Linked DNA regions of Rattus norvegicus: region 2 is linked to region 1. The links are chromatin contacts, called in public Hi-C maps. All regions are on one chromosome and are shown on one strand. The core of a region is the stretch at or near the end of the contact, and the rest is flanking DNA. Distances in the headings are between cores, read along the strand shown.

Region 1 (5,101 bases), core at 1,667-4,166:
CATTTATTCGCTCAATAAATGTTTTGTGAGGATGTACACAAACAGGCCTCCAATTAGAAAACAGAGACACATCACTCCTTCTTTAAATGAGGAAAAAGAATACCCTTGGCAGGGAAGGGAGAGGCAAAGATTAAAACAGAGACTGAAGGAACACCCATTCAGAGCCTGCCCCACAGGTGGCCCATACATATACAGCCACCCAATTAGACAAGATGGATGAAGCAAAGAAGTGCAGACCGACAGGAGCCGGATGTAGATCGCTCCTGAGAGACACAGCCAGAATACAGCAAATACAGAGGCGAATGCCAGCAGCAAACCACTGAACTGAGAATAGGTCCCCCGTTGAAGGAATCAGAGAAAGAACTGGAAGAGCTTGAAGGTGCTCGAGACCCCAAAAGTACAACAATGTCAAGCAACCAGAGCTTCCAGGGACTAAGCCACTACCTAAAGACTATACATGGACTGACCCTGGACTCTGTCCCCATAGGTAGCAATGAATATCCTAGTAAGAGCACCAGTGGAAGGGGAAGCCCTGGGTCCTGCTAAGACTGAACCCCCAGTGAACTAGAGTATGCGGGGAGGGTGGCAATGGGGGGAGGTTTGGGAGGGGAACACCCACAAGGAAGGGGAGGGGGGAGGGTGATGTCTGTCCGGAAACCGGGAAAGGGAATAACACTTGAAATGTATATAAGAAATACTCAAGATAATAAAAACAAAAAATAAAAAATAAAAAAAAAAGACACAAAAAAAAAAAAAAAGAAAAAAAAGAAAACAGAGACACTATCCTCGTGAGAATCCTGGACTCCTGAGATAGTCAGCTGAGGAATGTCAGGAGTCCAGGTCAGTGCCTGAGGCACTTGACCTGTGAGTCAGGACTTTGGAAGAGCAAGAGAAGGAAAATGGCAGTCACCCTTCTGCAGCAAATAGCTGGGAACTGAAGGTTGAGAAAACAAGAAGAGGGGACCGTGGGCCTACTGGTTCCATCCCACCAACCAGGACCTGCAGGGGCCAGCCAGGTGGCCCTGAAAAACAGGCAGAAGCCCTCGGGAAGGACGCAAAAATTCAGGAGTGTGAGAAAGGCCTTTCCATTCATCCATGCACACAGAAAGAACCTTTCTCTGTGTTTGACTCACACATTTGCACAGAGAGAGACTCTGGGAAGAAACAGACCTGAATTCAAAAATAAGAGTGTTTGCATGGGAGGGGTGCGGGCTGAGCAGGTGGAGTCATTTTAGAATCCAAACAGTTGCTGGATATGGCTATTCCAAAAATGAAGTCGAAACAGAGGATGCTGAACACATCTTGCAACTGGCGGCAGGCAGTGAGAACGCCGAAAACCATTAAGATGGTCGCTCGGCGTGGGCGGGCCATGTGCCGTGAGAATTCTACTGCAACTCGTCTATTAGAGAAAAAGGAAGAGGTGGGAGTATGGCTCAGTGGTAGAGCACCTGATTAAAGCCACACACACCCCCAGTGAGGGGCTGGGTTGCCTTGGCATCTGCCTACCCCCCGCCCCCACCCTCCAGTGAGGAGCACCTGCTGAGAATCACCCAGTGAGGGGATTGGGGTGTGGTTTAGCAGTAGAATGCTTGTCTAGTCTTCAGGAGGATCTGGGTCCCCCATACTGCAAAAAGAATAAAGGAAGGGAAAAAGGAGATAAGAGAGAGGAAGGGAGGGGAGGGGAGGAGGGAAAAAAGGGAGAGGGAAGCTCTGTTGGGCTGAGCGCTGTTTAATGGGACAATTGAGGCAGGTGGCACAAGCAATGGATCTCCATGGTGTGATGGGGACAGAGCCCTGCAGGATGACCTTGAAGGATGAAGTTTGACCTTGCACATACCAGGGCTCTCAAGGGTCAGTCAGTGTGGAGCCGCTGGAGACCATGGCTGAACACACACAGAGTTTTGCAAATCCGAAGTTCTAGGGCAGAACACATTTTGAACCTGTGATGGCATCTGTGGACCCACTTAGTGACCCGCTCCCCTCCATAGCCTCTGGTCGCATTGAGGACCTCAGGAACAAGGAGTTTCATGACATACCACTGGATTTCATGCTGTATAATTGAGCTACAATGAATGTGTACACTGTAAGCTTCAGAAGTTACCAGAACTGGTTAAAACCAGACCTGTGCCACAGAGGTGGCCCAACGGCCGCTTCGTTCTTCCTGAGACCTAGGAAACCTGAACTTCAGTTGAAAACATGGCTGCCATAGAAACTGCATCTCCCAAATTCTCTTGTGGCTAGGTAGAGCTGCCAGTCTGACCATTGGATATAAGTGAGGGCATCTAGAAAGTTTCAAACAGCTCCAAGAGTGGGGGTGTGCCTTTCTCTCGTTCCTTACTGCTGGCCGGGTTGAAAACTTGATGCCTGGAACACAGTCAGCTCTGTGGGAGCAGGAGGTGGGGCTATCTATTGAAACTAATCACGCAGGAAGAGAGGAAAGTGAGTTCCTGAGGGTGTAGGTTCCCACCCCAAGCCCTTCCTGACCCTCAGCCTGGCTTTTATGCCGAGGAAGAAATATCTGTCTTATTAAGAACTTCATTTTTGTGGTACTCATAGTCACATTGGACCCTGAATGGCCAAATGTATACAGTGCTTGGCCTGGGGCCTGGCTCATCTAATGTGTCAGCTGAGCATCTGACCAAGTCACACAGCTATGACCAGAACTGGAGAGGGTTGGATCTAGGCTGCATCTCCGGGACTCCTGGGAGCCTGGAAAACAAGGAGACAAGGAAACATAAAATCCTACACAGCCCCCACTGCAGCCCAGGCCCTGTGGGGTCATGAGCTATCAACCTTCAAAGGCCACGCTGCCCACACGATGACCGCCCCAGCTGGCACAAAGCATCACCTAACAAGAAGCCATGTGTCAGCCACTCGCCTCTCTGACCACATGGTCTGCCAACTGCATTCGTTTTTTTCCTCTGGGTGATGTGTGCACCAGCTCTCTTTTCCTGGCCATCTGCTGTTTGGGTGGCAGGCGAGCCCTCTGGGTGCCAACAGAATGGCAGCCAGTGACGGGAACAGCTCCACAGGAAAATGGGCTGTGCGTGGGAGGCCCAAATGTTGGACTGCAGCCTGCAGGGTGGACAGGGTGCCAGGTGTGGGAACTGGTGGTATCCTCAGCATCTCAGCCCGGGGTCTGACTGAGCCTTTGTCTCGGGCTCCCAGAGTGAGTACTTTGTAAGAATAGGTTTATGGGAGAACTGAGAGTGGAGAGAGATTTGAGAAGTGGGGTGGGAGCAGGGAGCACAGAAGTCACCCCAGCCTAGCACCAGCAAACTTCTAAGCATGTGCATAGGCTCTGGAGGGTTCCGTTACCAGTCACTCTGAGCTTCACTCTGCCTTAACACTGAGCAGGTGCCGGGGTAACCCCCCCCCCATCACCTCTGCACTCACTGGGTAGCATGTTGTGTCTGACCACCCATGTTCATGAGAGTCAGGACACGGGCACAACTCGAATGTCCATCAGGAGATAAAAAGGTAAGCAACTTGGCTATCCACGTGACTGAATGTTATTCAACCCTGAAAAGGAAGGAAGTCCATGCGTCCACTCTGACGTGGATGGCTGTGTGGACACTGTGGGGGCTGGGGAGAAGGAGTCAGTTCCAGGAGAACCACACAGTATACGGCTTTACAGAATGAGGTCTCTAGAGTGGTCAGAACCAGGGAAACAGAAAAGTAAGTAGATTGGGGCTGTTGCCAGCTTTTGGTTTCTGGGAAAACGAAAGGGTCCAGAGATTTGTTACACACACACACACACACACACACACACACAGAGAGAGAGAGAGAGAGAGAGAGAGAGAGAGAGAGAGAGAGAGAGAGAGATATTAAAATGGTTAAAAATAATAATACATAAAATACTTATAAATGGTACGAGCATCCGAGCGGGAGCCCCACAGGGAGGGCACTCAGAGAGGCAGGCAGACTGGGAAGTGTCTACAGCAGTTTCAGGCTAGGCGAGACTGCAGGCAGCTTGGAATCATCTCTGAGCATGAAAGGCTTGGGAAAGGCCTGACTCTTCTGGAGCCCAGAGGAACCCGGCGTCCCGCAGCGCCGCAGCGCCCTCTGCTGGTCAGGCCTGGCAAAGCGCTCAGCGGGAAGGACTTGCAGTACCTTGGAGCCTCCAGCAGGCTCTTGGGCCCGGAACTGGACTCCGCCATTGAGAAAAAAAGAAAGAAAACGAGAGAAGGCAGGCAAGCGGGATGCCGGTCTCAGCCTTTTGGGAAAGGTGGGGTGGGATGTTAGGGTACAGAACTGCGAAAAGATTTATAACACGTGTATCAGAAAAAGAAATAATGTAAAGACTTGAAAAAAAAAAAAAAACAACCCAACACAGAAAAGATGAAAAACCAAGTTTTTAGACTTAGGCACCACAAAGAGATGTGAAAGTCAGGCCTGTGGCAAATGCCTGTAATCCCAGCTACGCCATAGAAGGCAGGAGGGTCATGAGGGGAGAGCAGTTTGAACAACTTGATGAGAACTGCCTCAGCATAAGGGTGGGTAGTGGGCTGGTGGTGTGGTTCAGTGACAGAGCCCTTGCGTAGCATGTATGCGGCCCTCCCTTCAATCTCCAGTACCAAAACAAGGAAAGAGATCGGGGGAGTGGAGGAAGAGAAAGAAGGAGGTAGAGAGAGAAGAGGGAGAGGAGCTGCAGCAGACGTAAGAACTGCTAATGGGGGCTGAGAGGTGACTCCGGTTAAAAGCACTGACTGCTCTTCCAGAAGACCCGGGTTCAATTCCTAGCACCCACGTGTCCGCTTACAGTCATCTCTAACTCCAGTTCCAGGGCATCCAGTGCCCTCTCCTGGGAACTAAAGGCACCAAAAATGCACATGTTGCAAAGACTTACATACAGACAAAACGACCAGCTTCTCCTGTGGATGAGGGCACAGGCAGAGTGCAGCTACACAATCTCCCGTCTGCATCTGATCCTCCTCTCAGCTACCTGGGCAGAGCCGCTGGCTGGCAGAGGCAGATCTTCCCCGAAGCCTGTCTCTTTGAGTCCTTCACGGGATCCTGTGATGGCCAGCATCCCACCACCACCTGAAGTCATAGGGTGGTAGCAAGTGCCTGGGCGCCAGGCTACTGAGGGAACACATTC
Region 2 (5,101 bases), core at 983-3,482, 130 kb before region 1:
CCTCTGTGGAGCCAGAAGCCAGACCTATTGAGGGGTTAGCATTAGGCCTTCCCCACAGGGCTCCTTCATGCCTCTGGTCAATACAACAAGGGGACCCAGCCAAGATGAGACAAGGAAAGAAAAACCGTATATCTGCAAATGACAAGGTGATGTGTACAGAACCCCACAGGAATGGCTGAACAAGCAAATTTAGCAGGACCATAGGCTTCGAGGTATCAGAATCAGTCACATTTCCATGTCCTAGAAACATACAACTGGGAGATGATATTTCCAGAGCTGTGTAGTTTATGACAACAGCCCTCCCAATCATTAACCACCATAGGATGAATTTAATGAGAGATATTAACACCCTACAGAGATATAAAGAAACAGATGTCAAGTTCACAGGGACACGTAAGACTGGTAATAACGATAAATCTGTCCAGTTCACTGACAGAATCTACTGCCAAGAGGCACTCCAGTGTGTTACCTAAAACCTGCAAGCACTTAGGGCTCATCAAAACCATGGACGTCCTGAAGTTCAATAGCAGATGCTCTTTCTATCCCTCTAAATCAGCTTAACAAAGCTAGAGGAAGGCAAGGACTGTGTACCTTGACACATAGGTATACAACAGCTAAAATAGAAAAATGTAAAAAAAAAATCAAATTTAACCTCTTCTACTTTACACTTGCCTCTAAGAAAGTCCAAGAAGGGTCTGTGAGAGGTCCTGTGTGTAAACATGAGTTCAGAGTCCTAGCACCTCAGCCAGGTGTGTGGCACTTAGTGTGGGGGAAGGGCAGAGACAGGTGGATTCCTATAGCTCGCTGGCCATGAGGTCTAGCTAGTCGGTGAGCATCAGACTCAGTGAAAGAGACTTTGTCTCCTAAAAGCTAAGGTGGGGATAGATAGAGAAAACACTACATGTTGATGTTTGGCCTCCATATACATGTTCATATACAAGCAGGCTAGTACATATAATACACCACACATACATACACACATGGTGGGGGGATAAGGCACATATGAGTCACATAAGACAAAGCAGACATAGCAGACTCCCACAGACCATTAATAAAAAGAGAAGTCAACCCTGACCAGGCACTTTATAGAAGATGCCTGTTAAAAACAAATCAAAGACAAATACAAGACAATAAAAGAAAAAAATCTGAATTTGACATAAAAAGATCTCAAATTATTTTCACAAACATTAAAACCTCACAGGGCAATGCAAGGAACCAAGGAGCAAAGTGGAGGGGAAGGAAACAGAAATCCAGAAGATGCGGCATAAATAAGATATGGCATTGAAAAGTTTGGCCTGAGAACTGTAAACATTTTTTAAAATTTATTTATTTGTGTGTGTGTGTGTGTGTGTGTGTGTGTATGTATGTGCATGTGTGTGTGGTGTGTGTGTGTATGTGCGTGTGTGGTGTGTGTATGTGTATGTGTGTGTGTGGTGTGTGTATATGTGTGGTGTGTGTGTGTGTATGTATGTGCGTGTGTATGTGTGTGTGTGTGGTGTGTGTATGTGCGTGTGTGGTGTGTGTATGTGTATGTGTGTGTGTGTGGTGTGTGTATATGTGTGGGGTGTGTGTGTGTGTATGTATGTGCGTGTGTATGTGTGTGTGTGGTGTGTGTGTGTGGTGTGTGTGTATGTGTGTATGTATGGTGTGTGTATGTGCATGTGTGGTATGTGTATGTGTATGTATGTGTGTGTGGTGTGTGTGTGTGGTGTGTGTGTATGTGTGTGTGGTGTGTGTGTATATGTGTGTGTCAGAAACCACCAACTTGGGAATGACAAACAGCGGGGGATCGAGCACACTGCTAAATGATTACATAGTGACTGATTTGAAAGTCTGGGTAAACTTAGGGACAAGGTAACAATTACCAAGGAAACAAAATTTAACAAAACTGTCAAGATGTGACAGAACACCCAAATGGTGTTAGAACTGGAAAAGAAACAGGGTTCCTAAGGCAAGCCTTCTCCTAGAGAAGGACGGATGTGTGCGTAGTTCCACCAGCAACTCCTATAGCCCAGGCTGGGGCGTGCGGTGTTCACTCCAGTCCTCCAACTCCATGTGTGTTTCAAAAGCTTCACAGCCCAAGATCACAGAGGGATGTTTTCCACCCTGAAAACAACACCCACATGATCCTTCAGCCCAGATGGATTCACCCATGGACTTCACGAGTCACTTAAAACAGAAATAACACCAATCTTCCACACACTCCTCCAGAATGCTGGAAAAGTGGGGACACTCCTACAACCAGCTCTGCCAAAGCCTTACTATGTGCCAACGCCTTTGAGGGTGGGCTCTTGGCTCTGCCCCGTGTTGGTCCCACTTGGATGCAGTTGCCACTCAGGAATGAGGTACACCTGCCCTCTCTGCAGAGCCAGATGGACACCATGCAGATGGAGGTGGATCTGTTCACAGTGAAGAGTGTAGACAGACTTCGGGCTATCTAGCTCAGGGATTCTGGTGTACCTGAGTTCTAGAGTCACAGACTCAAACCTGTCCCCTGCTGGTCACAAGGACCATAGGACGTCACTCTGACCTCCTGATCATCACAGGGGCAAAAGGCCTAATTGTTTTGGATAAGATGGACCCTGACCTTGAAAGCCATTTAGCAGGATTTTGCCATCTGGCATCCAGGATTCTGGCAACGGCTCATGGCCACAGCCACCGTGCCTACTACCATATCCCTCCTGGTAGAACCAGTACCCATGATCACTCACAGCCCGAGCCTCTCCAGAGGCCTCCATGTCATGCAGCTTCTGCGTCTGCTTCAGCTGGTTGAGCGTGGGCTTCACTTGGGCCGCCCCCACTGTCTTCGTTGTCCACTCATCCACCAGCTTGTGCAGATCATCCGTGAAGGTGCCCTTCTTGTTGTTGCTGTTGTTCACCTGCGCCTGGACGTGCAGGGTGGGCTGGGGACCTGGCTCAGGGCCTGGGGCCAGGCTGCTGGTGGAAGACCCTGGGGAGTCATATAGGCCAGGATTGGTGACGCCACACACTCACCTGGCACCACTGACAGGCTGGCCACAGTCATTCTCACATGACAGCTGGGACAAATCAATGGCCTACTCTGGCCAAGCAACACCTTGCTTCAAGAGGCGGTCTGTATCAGAGGGCTTTGCTACCTGGTGCTAGACACCATGAGGACCCTGTGAGGCTACTGGGTGACTGGGCTATGCCAGTTTAAGTGGTTTAGTTTTTTAAGTTAGGCCAGGGAAGGGGACCCTGAACAGTTGACAGTCTCCATGAAGAGTCTACCCTAGGCCCACCACTGCATGTCCCGTTAGATCCACATGTGAGAGCATGGGTAGTTCATGCTACCTATAGCCAGATTCAGGGGCACAGCCTGACACACATGGACACTGGCATCCCAGGGACAGGGTCAGGTTCTCAGGCTTACTTTTTAGAACGCTCAACAGAGGAGCTCTGCCACCAGCCTTCCGGCACCCCCTGGACATTGTGCTCTTGTGTATTCTGATTGTTTAGCAGTTTGGAATCAAGATAAGGAGATGGTGCCTTTTCTTATCAGAGCATTTGGGAAGGTGGTAATGAAAGATATCATACTCAGAGTCCCTCGGGCATGCTCCACACCCTCCAAGCCACAGCTAGGTGATACTGGGAGGCAGGGAGCTGGGAACCGGTCCCCTGACTAAATAGCTTGTTTGCCTCACTGAGAGACTGTTTTAATGGCCAAACACAGGACTTGTTGATTTTTCTCCTCCCCTCCTTAGCCTCCCAACGCACATAATTCCACCTAGCAATTTTGAATAAGCCAATTATACACGCCTCAGAAAAAAAAAAAAACCCAAAGAACAAAAAACCCCAAACAGCTAATGACCATCTCTTCAAACAAGCTGTTCCAAAATATAGTGAACTTTAGTGGCCAATGATGGGGAGGCAAGGACGAAGGACTACACGTTAGTGATGAGACTCAACAGACAGCTACCGCTATATGAGGTTTTCAGCCAGAAAACAAAACAAAACAAAACAAAACAGGGGTGGGAAAATTAAAAATAAACAGACAAGGGAGAGCAGAGGGGTGTGTGTGTGTGAGCGGCCCAGGTTGACTAATACCCATTCAGCCTTGGTATCCCTTCTTGGGGAAGCATTCATCGTTAGCGCTGATGCCTAAGGTTTTGGAAAAGGTCCCAATTAATAAACAGCCATAAATGGACGCTGCAGAGAAGGACAGGCCTAATAAGAGGTGACTGGCAAGATAGCACAAATTGTAGGAGCCATGGAGACACAAAGAGGAGCTAGGAGGAAACAGCTATCCAGACAGGCAGAAGCAAAGCAGAGCCCTGTGGGTCAGGTGCAGAGCAGGCCACACTTTTGTGGGAGGCCCTGACGCGCGCTAGCCACGACAAAGCCCATGCAATGAGAGGGGACAGAGGAGGTAAAAAAAAAAAAACCCAGATAATTACTACTGCTGTGTTCTTTGCCTAGGCAGAGACGCTTCAGGGCTGACCCTGTAAGGGAAGAACAAAGGACACAAGACCACAGGGTTAGGCAGAACAGCACACACCGATCACGCTACCACATGTAAGCAAAAGTCATCAGTGTGCAGGGAGGGGGGACAGACACAGGTAGCGGTCGGAGAGGGAGGCCAGTCTGGCCTGGGAGAACGGGGTGACATCCCCAGAGTTCGTGTGCAGGCTCTCATGGGCTTCGCTGAGGAGGCAGAGGTACCAGGGCAAGCCTCCAAGCTCCAGGGAAAAGTGTTTTGTCTCTAAAAGCATATTCCAGAAAAAGAGAAAGAAAAAAAGAAAAGCAGAAAAAAACCAAACCAAAAAAAAAAAAAAAGTAGTTGTAGATCTCAGTGCTTGGGTTTCAAACACCAGGCCTTTAGGAGCCCCACTGGTTGAGGCAGGGGAACCCACTGAAAGTCAGCCATGGGGTCCCTGAATGGAGCCAGGTTCAGCCTGGGCTGGCCACCAAGGCCACCAGAGGTTTTCCAAGTGCAAAAAGATACATTGTTTTGCAGGTCTGAGGCCAATTCTGGATCCCAGATGGCTGCCTTGGACCAGGTCATACAGGGACACCTAACAGGGACATTAGAACCTATCTTGGGGTTGATACGGATTTGGGGAGACACTGTACCTCTTTTCTA

Evidence for each region. Hi-C and Micro-C count contacts between places; a contact is called where the count stands out from the background.
Region 2: a contact with region 1 is called in a Hi-C map of frontal cortex, with 2.7 times the contacts expected there. The contact joins two enhancer-like sites. A contact is called at or near these places in 3 of 12 Hi-C or Micro-C datasets (the A7r5 cell line, the Rat2 cell line and frontal cortex).

The regions. Positions count from the first base shown.
Region 1 is chr17:15,682,971-15,688,071 of GRCr8, reverse strand. No RefSeq gene overlaps it. Among named protein-coding and RNA genes, the nearest start is that of Ninj1, 17 kb to the right of the region's middle. Within about 2 kb of position 2,916, at least 38 of the 93 cell types and tissues checked have an H3K27ac peak or open chromatin away from gene starts, as enhancers often do.
Region 2 is chr17:15,810,127-15,815,227 of GRCr8, reverse strand. It overlaps Wnk2 (WNK lysine deficient protein kinase 2), which reads right to left. Exons shown (of 27, transcript NM_001191556.1): 24 at 4,416-4,460; 25 at 2,712-2,950. Among named protein-coding and RNA genes, the nearest start is that of Trnaa-ugc8, 9.7 kb to the left of the region's middle. Within about 2 kb of position 2,232, at least 11 of the 93 cell types and tissues checked have an H3K27ac peak or open chromatin away from gene starts, as enhancers often do.